2 separate regions of the Mus musculus genome follow, and region 1 is linked to region 2. Evidence: chromatin contacts called from public HiCAR-type data. All regions are on one chromosome and are shown on one strand. Each heading gives the region's core, a stretch centred on a gene start, on an enhancer-like site or on the middle of the called end of the contact. The rest is flanking DNA. Distances are from core to core; before and after follow the strand shown. Region 1 holds the start of Gabrg3 (gamma-aminobutyric acid (GABA) A receptor, subunit gamma 3). Region 2 overlaps Gabrg3 (gamma-aminobutyric acid (GABA) A receptor, subunit gamma 3).

The links. HiCAR-type assays count read pairs that join an accessible place to other places.
Region 1: a HiCAR-type map of PVALB interneurons shows a contact between it and region 2, with 3 times the contacts expected there. The contact joins the promoter of Gabrg3 here to the enhancer-like site in region 2. A contact is called at or near these places in 4 of 484 Hi-C or Micro-C datasets (cerebral cortex and cortical neurons), 1 of 115 datasets of contacts at active chromatin or transcription factors (PVALB interneurons) and 1 of 9 other capture datasets (pancreatic islet).

Annotation. Positions count from the first base shown.
Region 1 is chr7:57,385,741-57,390,587 of GRCm38.p6, reverse strand. It overlaps Gabrg3 (gamma-aminobutyric acid (GABA) A receptor, subunit gamma 3), which reads left to right and starts at 3,373. Exons shown (of 10, transcript NM_008074.3): 1 at 3,373-3,867. The coding sequence starts at 3,815. Gm9962 (predicted gene 9962) reads right to left here and starts at 3,316. Exons shown (of 3, transcript NR_033504.1): 1 at 3,194-3,316.
Region 2 is chr7:57,279,033-57,283,692 of GRCm38.p6, reverse strand. All of the region lies in intron 3 of Gabrg3 (gamma-aminobutyric acid (GABA) A receptor, subunit gamma 3), which reads left to right. Gm39017 (a long non-coding RNA gene) reads left to right here. Exons shown (of 2, transcript XR_882092.2): 1 at 1-4,660. Among named protein-coding and RNA genes, the nearest start is that of Gm39017, 21 kb to the left of the region's middle. Within about 2 kb of position 3,047, at least 5 of the 459 cell types and tissues checked have an H3K27ac peak or open chromatin away from gene starts, as enhancers often do. A contact at or near this core is called in PVALB interneurons, where this site is marked.

The DNA of each region.
Region 1 (4,847 bases), core at 2,124-4,623, 110 kb before region 2:
TGTTAAAAGGCCACAGAAGCATGCTATAAAGATTAGTGCATTTCTGATGTGAATCTTATCTTCACTATTCCTAGTGAAGATAAGATTTTGATTGAGTTGAATATTTGCTCATGAAGCATGAAACATCATAATTTAGAAGTATAATTTTGGAGCAAGGGAGATTTTGATTAAAACTAAAACCCAGAAAGCCACATCTTCTGCTCATCTTTGTTATGTGGCTTTCTGGGGTTTTCGTTTTAAACCCAGAATGTATGGCTGGCGCTGGGCTGGTAAGAGGTGAAGTGAGGCTGCAGAGGGAATCCTGAGAGGTATTTCTCCAAGAAGCCACAAGAGGATCTCCAAGCTAAGGCAGCCAGCTCTGCTTCTCAGGCGTTCACACCTCCTGCCTAGAGGAGCTATAGCTGAGCCCTCAAACTGCAACAGACCTCCAGGTCTTCCCCCAAGCATTGTAGCTGTCTGAACAAGTGCTTTGTTGGCTCTCAAGGTTTGTAGAGCGACTCACAAGCCTTACTTAGGTCTTAGTATGAAGTACCAGTGGTTTTTTTTTTCCAGAATTTTCTTTCTTTTCTTCGCATAGCCTCCCTCCCCTGCAACTCCCCCTCCTGTTTATTTTCCTACAGAGGAAAAGAGAAGTGAATTTTGCTCACCCAAATGGAGCTGTTAAGTTTCTCAGGTGCCGAAGATAGGAAGCTGGCCAGCAGCGAGGGTATACGGTGCAGTGTGCGTGCTCAGCAAAGCACCCCAGCCCGGTCAGTTTAGGCAACGGAGGAAAATCAAAGGCTAACAGCTGGTGCTCTGAAGATTCTTGACCTTGCAGTTTGCTTTCCTACTTATGTTCAGAAAGCTTGCTTTGAATACCTCATCCCTCCTGACTCATTTAGCATAAAATATTTTTTCCCCAGGCTGTACCATGGAGGCTTTCTACAGTAAAATATTCAGCTCTGTAAAGCTGGCCCATTGTGTCCAATAAGTGGAGCAAAGCATTCCAAACTTCAGAAGAGGTCAGGTGTCACTCATTCATAATAATAGCACATCAAACCTATGCAGCAAAGAAAAGAATAAACCCTGCCAGCATGGGGCTGTACACAGGTCTCACATCTATTCCACTGACAGGTTGTGATAAATACAGACACATATAATCCCAGGACACCTCTCATTATGCTGACATTTTACAGAGCCATCCAAATGCCAGTCTGTCCGTACTGTATAATAGATTGTAAACAACTCATGTTCTGAAAAAAACTGATGAGAATATAGCATAACAGGAAGACTCAATGAGTGTCTGCCCTGCTTCGTGTTCTAAGGACAATGGACACAGCGACTAAGGGTGATTATGCAGATCTTAGCCTTGGGGGTGGTATTTAACCTCCTGGGACTCTTCTCTACTTATGCAGTGGGATTATTCTGTGAAAATTTGAATGAATCAACCACACTGACTCTTGGCTCCTCCCATGGAACCATGCCTGACATTATTTTTACCTATGTTCCTGTAACTATGTCAAAAATGCAAGCATGAAAGACTGCTACATTTACTTTTTAGTTTTCTTACAGAATATCTTTTAAACTTAGGTGGTGATGACAGGCAGGTGGCTCTCCTGTAACTATGAATTCTGCTTCTTTGGGTTCAAACACACTTGAATACAAATATTGTCTTTAAAAAGCATATCACTACCAGACAGGCATTTCTCTTATTCCATAAACAACCATAACAACTACTTACATGACATTTATACATAGTAGACATTACAAATAATCTAGAGATGGCTTAAACCATACCAGAGGTCTATGAAAATCTTAACACGTGTTCTGTAACAGATTTAGCATTCCCAGCGATCCTAGAAACCAGTCCTTGGAGTGAAAATTTGAGTCATGATTGCATTTGTTTAGAGACTCAGGATGCTTGTGCACCATCCTTTGACTAGATTCTGAAGGGTTCCTTTGTATGGTACAGAAATTAGAGATGAAGGAGAGTTTGATAGAAACTTCAAGAAGGAAGGTAGGTGTTGGCTGTTAGGAATCTCCATGGGACATAGGCATTCAGACTTATATAAGTGCAGGTAAAGAGGGGTGATAAAAAAATGTCCTGATTGGGGTGAGCTGGGTGACACAGGAAGAAGGCAGTGGCCTGGGATTAACCAAGATAGCACAATCCTTAGTTAAAAGCAATGCTATTATCAAGAAAAGCCTCCAGCCTCCAGCAGGCTTACGATTCTTAACCTGAGAATCTAGAGACAAGGGAGGGAATTCCCAAGAGCTTCAACCTGCTTCTCTCTGTATTTTATGAAAAAGCTTACTGTCAGTGTTTCTAAAATCCCTTCTCTTGGGGAGATAGGAGCATTGTCAACACCCTCCTCCTGGGCCCTAACAACAAAACAGTGTTCACCCCCACACAGTTTAGCCTGTGGACCTGGAGTTTATTGGCCATACCCTACAGAGGTAAGAGGTTGCTGACAGGATCTTGGGTGCTCACAAAACAACTTCACTTAACATGATTAATGGTCTCTTCATCTCCTTGCTCTAGTTTTTCCAAGCCTATGTGTTCTAGTACCTCCTTCCCCTAGACACAGACTATTGGCAATGGGGGGCAAAATTGCAAAGAAATGACTGGGAGAAGTGTTTAGACATCAGGTGAGGATCCAATGACCTTCCCAACCCCTCCTTCTGTGAAAGAAAGCCAGCAATCCACAGGCCCAAACTTGATGCATTCCTGCAAGCAGGCATAGCTACTTATAATGATGGTGGCAAATTGGCTGCAAGGGAAGTACTTTATAGCATCCAGTATTAACGAAACTGTCGTGTCTATGATTAGTAGTTGAAAATATATTTCTAAGGTTTTTTTTTTTTTAATTATGGAAGTAAAATTCCTATTTGTGTTGAAGTTAATGTTTGCATGCCAAAAGATTAGCTTTCTAAACGATCCTACAAATAAAAACAAGCAATTTCAGTTTGGAACATGAAAATAACGTCAGTCCCATCCAACAGGGTCCTTTGCTTTCTGGCTCCGGTGCCTTCTCTCTGGCCTTAAACATTTCACTTCTACTAATTACTGATAGTGTTTTAGTCTCTCTTTTCTGCGAAAAGGGGACATTGTTGGGACTTCCCCAGCAAGCCACAGTTATGAGCACCAGGGGGAGTTCAGGTAAGCAAGCACCACCCTAGAGAAGATCGCCTTTTGGCAAACCATCTCACTTACTTGCAATGGCGTCCCTAAGAGAAGGCACACGGCACAGGGGACAAGCAGGGTGGGTGCGCTGCAGTAAAACTACCAGTGCCCATGACTCCATCGATGACACGGGCCAGTCCCCAGGCCCCTTCTGCGCCTCCTTGCGGGATCCCCAAGCTCTCCTTCCCACCCACCAGCCCCGCCCCCTTCCCGACCTCCCAACTCCGAGTCCATTCAAACCTCGCTGCCTTCGCCTGGCATTGCCAAGCGTGTTAATTGGGGAAACTCCTCCCCGCCGCGGCCGGCGGGCACCACCGAGGCAACCGCGACCTCCCGCCACGCTTCGGAGCGCAGCTGCCCCAGCGCAGAGCCCCGAGCCGGCCCGGGAGGTGGGGGGCTCGGGCTGCGGGAGGAGGGTGCCCGGCCACCTGCTGCCCCCCCTTCCCCGTGCTGATCGCTCCCGAGAGCGGACGCACCCCAGCTCGTGTGCGCCCCGCAGAGCCGGACCGTCGGGGACGCGGCGCTCGGAGCAGACACCTGTCCCTCCCAGTCCGCAGAACCCTGGGCGCTGCAGCCCGTGGGAGTCTAGTAGGCGCCGGAGCAAGTAGAGACCAAGCCCTGCAGAGGCCTCGGACCCGCTCCCGGAGAGCCATGGCTGCAAAGCTGCTGCTTCTCCTCTGCCTGTTCTCGGGCTTGCATGCTCGGTAAGTGGCTCCCAGGCGTTTCCAAGAGGCCGGCGGGGGCGGAAGGGCGGCGGGGGGCGCCGTCTGCCGGCCGCCAGTCCCAGGTGCGCGCCGTCCACTGGGCTGCAGAAGAGGGAAGGTTCCCGCACCTCACCTCCTCACCTGTAGGTCTCCCCCAGGTCCAGACCTCAGCTCCAAGGCCGCCACAGCCCTCTGCAAGCCGGTTTGTGTGGGGACTGTTTGGGTGATTATAGGATGTGGTGGTTTCAAGGGACTTGGGAAATCAAAATGATGAGGCAGTAGCCTTATCTTTCTCATCAGTTATCCAAGGGCTTTCTGACATGCATTGGTTAACACTCTATATGTTCCAGCACTGAAAAGAAACCTCCGGACCCAGGAATTCTGTTTTCTCAACCACCCTATATAGATTACAGAAGAGGTAATTTGCAGGAGGAAAGTGGAGGGGGCTGGGGCAGGTGGTCAGGAAGAGCCCTGCTTCTTCTCCAGGTCCTACAGCAGCACACACAAGCACCCCATCTCTATTAAAGAATCAGGTTGCGGTTCACATGGAAGCTTCTTGAAGCTGTAAGAAATTATCTCACTGTGAATACCCCAAACCAGCACCAGTCAGCTAACAGAAGATTCACCCCGCAGACAGAGAAGGGCTCAGAAGAAGGACAGTGGCACCAGAAGGGTTAAAGCCTGTTGCCATAAACACAACTAGAGATGCTGACATGGTTTAATTCCACCTCCTAGATTGGTGCTCTGATTAGCTCCTGCAGAACTAACCTGAGTTTTGGAAATTCCTGGTTGTCTCCCCAACTGTCACCCTAGGAATTGGAGGACACCCCATTCCCAGAACACACTTGTTTTGACATTTCTCAATTCCCTGGCTTAGAAAGCAAATTAGAAAGGAGCTATCCCTGAGGGTCACAGGTCCTATAGCTGTCACAGGCTTTTATTTCATTCACATTTGTGAAATACTGGAACTCGGACGACAG
Region 2 (4,660 bases), core at 1,798-4,297:
TTAAGACAAGCAGCCCGCACTCCTGCAGCCTGATAGAATCAAATTGCTTTGTCATGCCTTTCAAAGTAATTCCTGCCTATAAGACAGCCTCAGAAGGTACCTAACCCTTTGGGGATGTGTATGCATATATGTTTTAATGAGCCAAATACTTGAGATGTGCTCCGAGTTAGGTGTCAGATAGAGTGGGCGTGATAAAACTATTCTTGATAAGTCCCCATCCCTAGAGTAGAGTCAGTTATGTGGCCGCAGGTTATGTCATGTGCTGAGAAGTAACAGGCGTGGAGCTGTGAGGCAGTGAGGAAGAACACACTGTCTTCCTTTGCCAGCTCTGCCCTGCCAGTGTTGCTGAGCACTGTGTGTGTCTGAGAAGGGCTGCAGAACTCCCACTGGTGCGGCTGGGTTTTCACACTCCTCCCCGAGCTCTTGTGTCCTTCTAACATTTCTGATTATAGCTCCCAATTTTTTTTTTTTTTTAATCTTCCTTGGTCCTAACAAGACCTTAAGTTTCTAGGGAAACCACTAACTATCTTCACCCAGTACTCTACAGTTTTCTTAATAAATCATCAGCAGTGCTTCCATACAATGCAGGAATGACAGTGTTGGGATATTTTGATTTCCCTTTGTGGGAAAATATATTATATAGACAAATGTATCTATGATGGCAAGAAATGAAAAGCCAAGCTTGTAGACCATATTATATAACTGTGGTGGTAATAAGAGCTTTCAGCAAACATGTAGTATGTTTTTATGCAACTCATGCATGTCCTGGCTCCATCAGGGAATCCCCATGTAGCCAGTGGCAACAGACCATCAGTCACCAGTGTTTGCTCTGGCATGGACTGGCTGGGCTTTAAACTCTGACCATCTAACAAAGTAGTCTACTGTAGTGAAACTGTACCATTGAGGTAATGGTTCCATTTTGTATGGGGGAAGATAAAATTAGATGCCAGATTTTATAGCTTACTTTAAAAACAAGCTATTTGCTATACGAGTACTTTCCATGTAATGATCACAGCTCCCTCTGGCTTAAGCATTAGGCACTGGTGATAATATTTTTGTACACTGGGCATCAGAAGGGAAAGGTTGTAATCAGTACCAGTTTCGTGGAACATGCTCATCTTGATTGATGGGCTGTGTCTGTCTTCTCTCATGATAGTCATTGTTCTCAAAGGAAGCACACCACCCCTGTTTCCTTGGTAGCTGAATGATAGCTCTGCCTTGCCTTAATTGGTAGCATGTGGTGAACTGAACAAGGCAGCAAAACCAGCTTCCAAAGCCACCAGCATCCTCTTGTTGCCCAGTCCAGTATAGCCTTTAGTCTCAGATTGACTGCCCTGTCTCAGCTGGTAAACCCAGTAGGTCCCTAGCTCTGTACCGTACCCTGGACATATGCATGAGTGAACAAATAAATGAGTGGTTAAAACTTGGTGAAGAGATGGAGGCATATATTCAGTCCTATTTAATTCTTTTTTAAATCATATGTTTATTTAAGCATATACCATCACCAGTATATACCACCTTCCCCTCAAGTACCATGATACTTCTATGGATGCCAGAGGACAACCTGAAGGAGTCAATTCTCTCCATCTATCATGTAGGTACTAGGGATCAAGCACAGTCATCAACTTTATGGCAAGGGCTCTACCTCCTGAGCCACCTCACTAGCCTGGTTCTTCTGTTCTTAATTCTGCTCTACATTCTTAATGCTATTGGATGTGGATTCTGGATGGAGCATTTAGGTAAAGCAGAGTGGGTGTAATGGTTTGTACATGCTTGACCCAGGAAGTGACATTATTAGAAGGCGTGGTCCTGTTGGAGTAGGTGTTGTCTTGTTGGAGTACGTGTGCCACTGTGGGTGTGGGTTTTAAGACCCTTATCCTAGTTGTCTGGAAGTCAGTATTTTACTAGCAGCCTTCAGATGAAGATGTAGAACTCCCAGCTCCCCCTGCACCATGCCTGCCTAAATGCTGCCATGCTCCTGCCTTGATGATTATAGATTGAATGTCTGATCCTGCAAGCCAGCCCCAATTAAATATTATCCTTATAAGAGTTGTCCTGGTCATGATGTCTGATCACAGCTGTAAAACCCTAACTAAGACAGTGGGGCTTGCAATATTCGGAAACTTTGCCCAACATGGAACTTTATCTCTGAAAACCTGAAATGATAGGAAGTTGTTAAATTATCCTGGCATGAACTAAGGGTGTGGTTAGTGGGCAATGTTTAATAAGTATGTCCTAAAGCTCTAAGGTCAACTCTTTAGGTTTCCTTAAAAAAACATTTTCAGGTCTTTGTTTATTCTCTGGTGTCATCCCATGAGTTTCAGCTAACTTTGTCTTGTTTTGAAGAGATATAAGCTTTTTGTTTCTAAAGGAAGAAAAGTAAAGAAAACTGTACCAAGCAGAATTTATCGGCCCACTAAGGGAGATTCTGGCCATCTTTGGGGTACCCATGACACTGTTAGCCAGAATGGTTCTGATAGACTATTACACTTAGCCAAGCAGTAGGAAAGTAACCTCAGCGTTTCTTTTGTCCTGCCTTCCACTGCAGTCCTCTGTGGGGAATTTAACTCAACAGCTACAACATTGTGTGAATGCCAATTCCCATGGTGGTGGTGTTGGGGGAACAGTCAATTTAAGAATGCCAGCTTAGATTCATTCTGCAAGGGGTAAACATTCTTTGAGCGAGGCAATGTGGTTGCTTCCTACTCCCAGGAAATGGCGGATATTGATCCCTCATACCTCAACAGTAACGTTCAATGAAAGTCAGAATAAATGAGCTGAAGTGCCGTTGCCTTGTTTGGTAGGATTAAAAACTGGGCTTCTGGGAAACATCTCTGAATTATTTATATTCATTTTTCCCCTAATTCATTCTAGAGCTAGCTGTTCTTAAGAGAGCAGTTATATTTGTATAAACCTTGCTTACTGCTAACTGCGTGACTATGGAATCAAAGCATCATCTCAGCTATTCTCTCCTTTTCTGACTATTCACCAGCCAGGATGACCTTCTGTCTCTGGCTTTTGGAGGCTGAATCATTCTCGAGTGATGCTGCTAACTGATCTGGAAGAACAGCTGGCCCATATACAATCAATCAAGCATCTACTGATGTTTGGAGCTATTAGGACCACTTATGATTTGGTGCTAATGCATGTTTATGACACAACTTAAATGTTCCTAAAAATAAGGAAAAGATTGACTTGTCAAAACAGATGCCTTGAAAATGACCCTTCTGGGCCCCTGAAGACATTTCCAGAAATGACTCAGGGGTCTGTCACAGGGGATGGCCTTTATGTCTCGGGATGGGTGTTTCTGTGCTGGAGGAGCTGCCACTGCTGCCATAGCGGGGCAAATGAGATGAAGAATGGGCGCCACGTGAATCGGGACTCACACACACAGCCACTTTTTCTGCAGCCCTGTCTGCTCTGCCTTGTGAAAAGGCAGTGCTCTCACCTGTGTGACTTTCCTTGTTTTTCTTGATTATATCCTTTGAAATTCTTCAAGTTGTAAAAATGTAAAATGTGTATCTTTTAAAATTTTTGTAGGATTGGGGGTGTAACTAGGTAACAGGGCAATTCCATAGCATGCCTGCAACCTTAGGTTCTCTCCTCTATACCGCAAGTGGAAATCTTGGGCATGGCTACATTCATGTTACGTGGACAAGTGTACAGGCATCATGTCATAGATTATTGAGACAAACAGAATCTCAAAGAAGCAACAGATGCAAACAATTTCAACTCAGTCTGACTGTGAGAAAGTAAAGACTTATTTGATGAGTATCCTTCCAGACTACAAAAAGTAGTGTTCACGTGATGCATGTATCAACTGACAGATGAATAAATGTCATCTAGAGTTTTCTTTGTATGAATACATCAGCATGCATCACCACCCCAGCCAAATCCCCCACTGCAACTCTGCCTTTCTGGTCCAGGGAGAGTGTTGCTGTCTGAATCCAGGACATGTGAGGTTTGTTAAAGATGTATTTTTCCTGGATGCAAGGTGGACCAGTGTCACCCAGATCAGACGAACTTAGAGGAGGAAGACTGGATATCCAGAGTTGTTGGAGAAGAGTCGGCTCCCAAGTGAGGACAATCCATCCTTTGCTAATACTATGGTGTGCCTCTGGCTACATGGTTTGTAAAGAACAGAGGTTCATTCACTTCATGGTTCTGGAGACTGGGGAATCTAAGGGCATGATACTAGCATACAGACAGGGCCTTCTTAAAGGGCATGAGAGAGACTATCACATGAGGACACAGGGCTTGGAATTGTCTTCTCATGAGGACACTAATGCCATCATGGAGGCTCTGCCTTCATGACACTTCTTACCCTAACCATGTCCCCTAACATGTCACCTCCAAATGCCATCAGTATATAGATTGGGGGTAGAGGGGGGTATGTTTTCAGCTCATGAATTTTTAAGGAACACATTTAAACCAAAGCAGAGAAGTATCTAGTTTCCACTAATGTCACCTTCTCTGTAAAATGAAATATTTTGTGATGTCCTAAGTGAAGTCTCAACCTTTTAATGGGCTCTCAGTGTTGTAGAAAGACAAGGAAAGCTCATCCAAGTCTGTGTTTCTTAATGGTCCAAGTGCAGGTGGCATCGCACAGGGACTGTTCCGGAGTGTAGGCATTATGACCTGTCAAGTTAGATTTTTATCA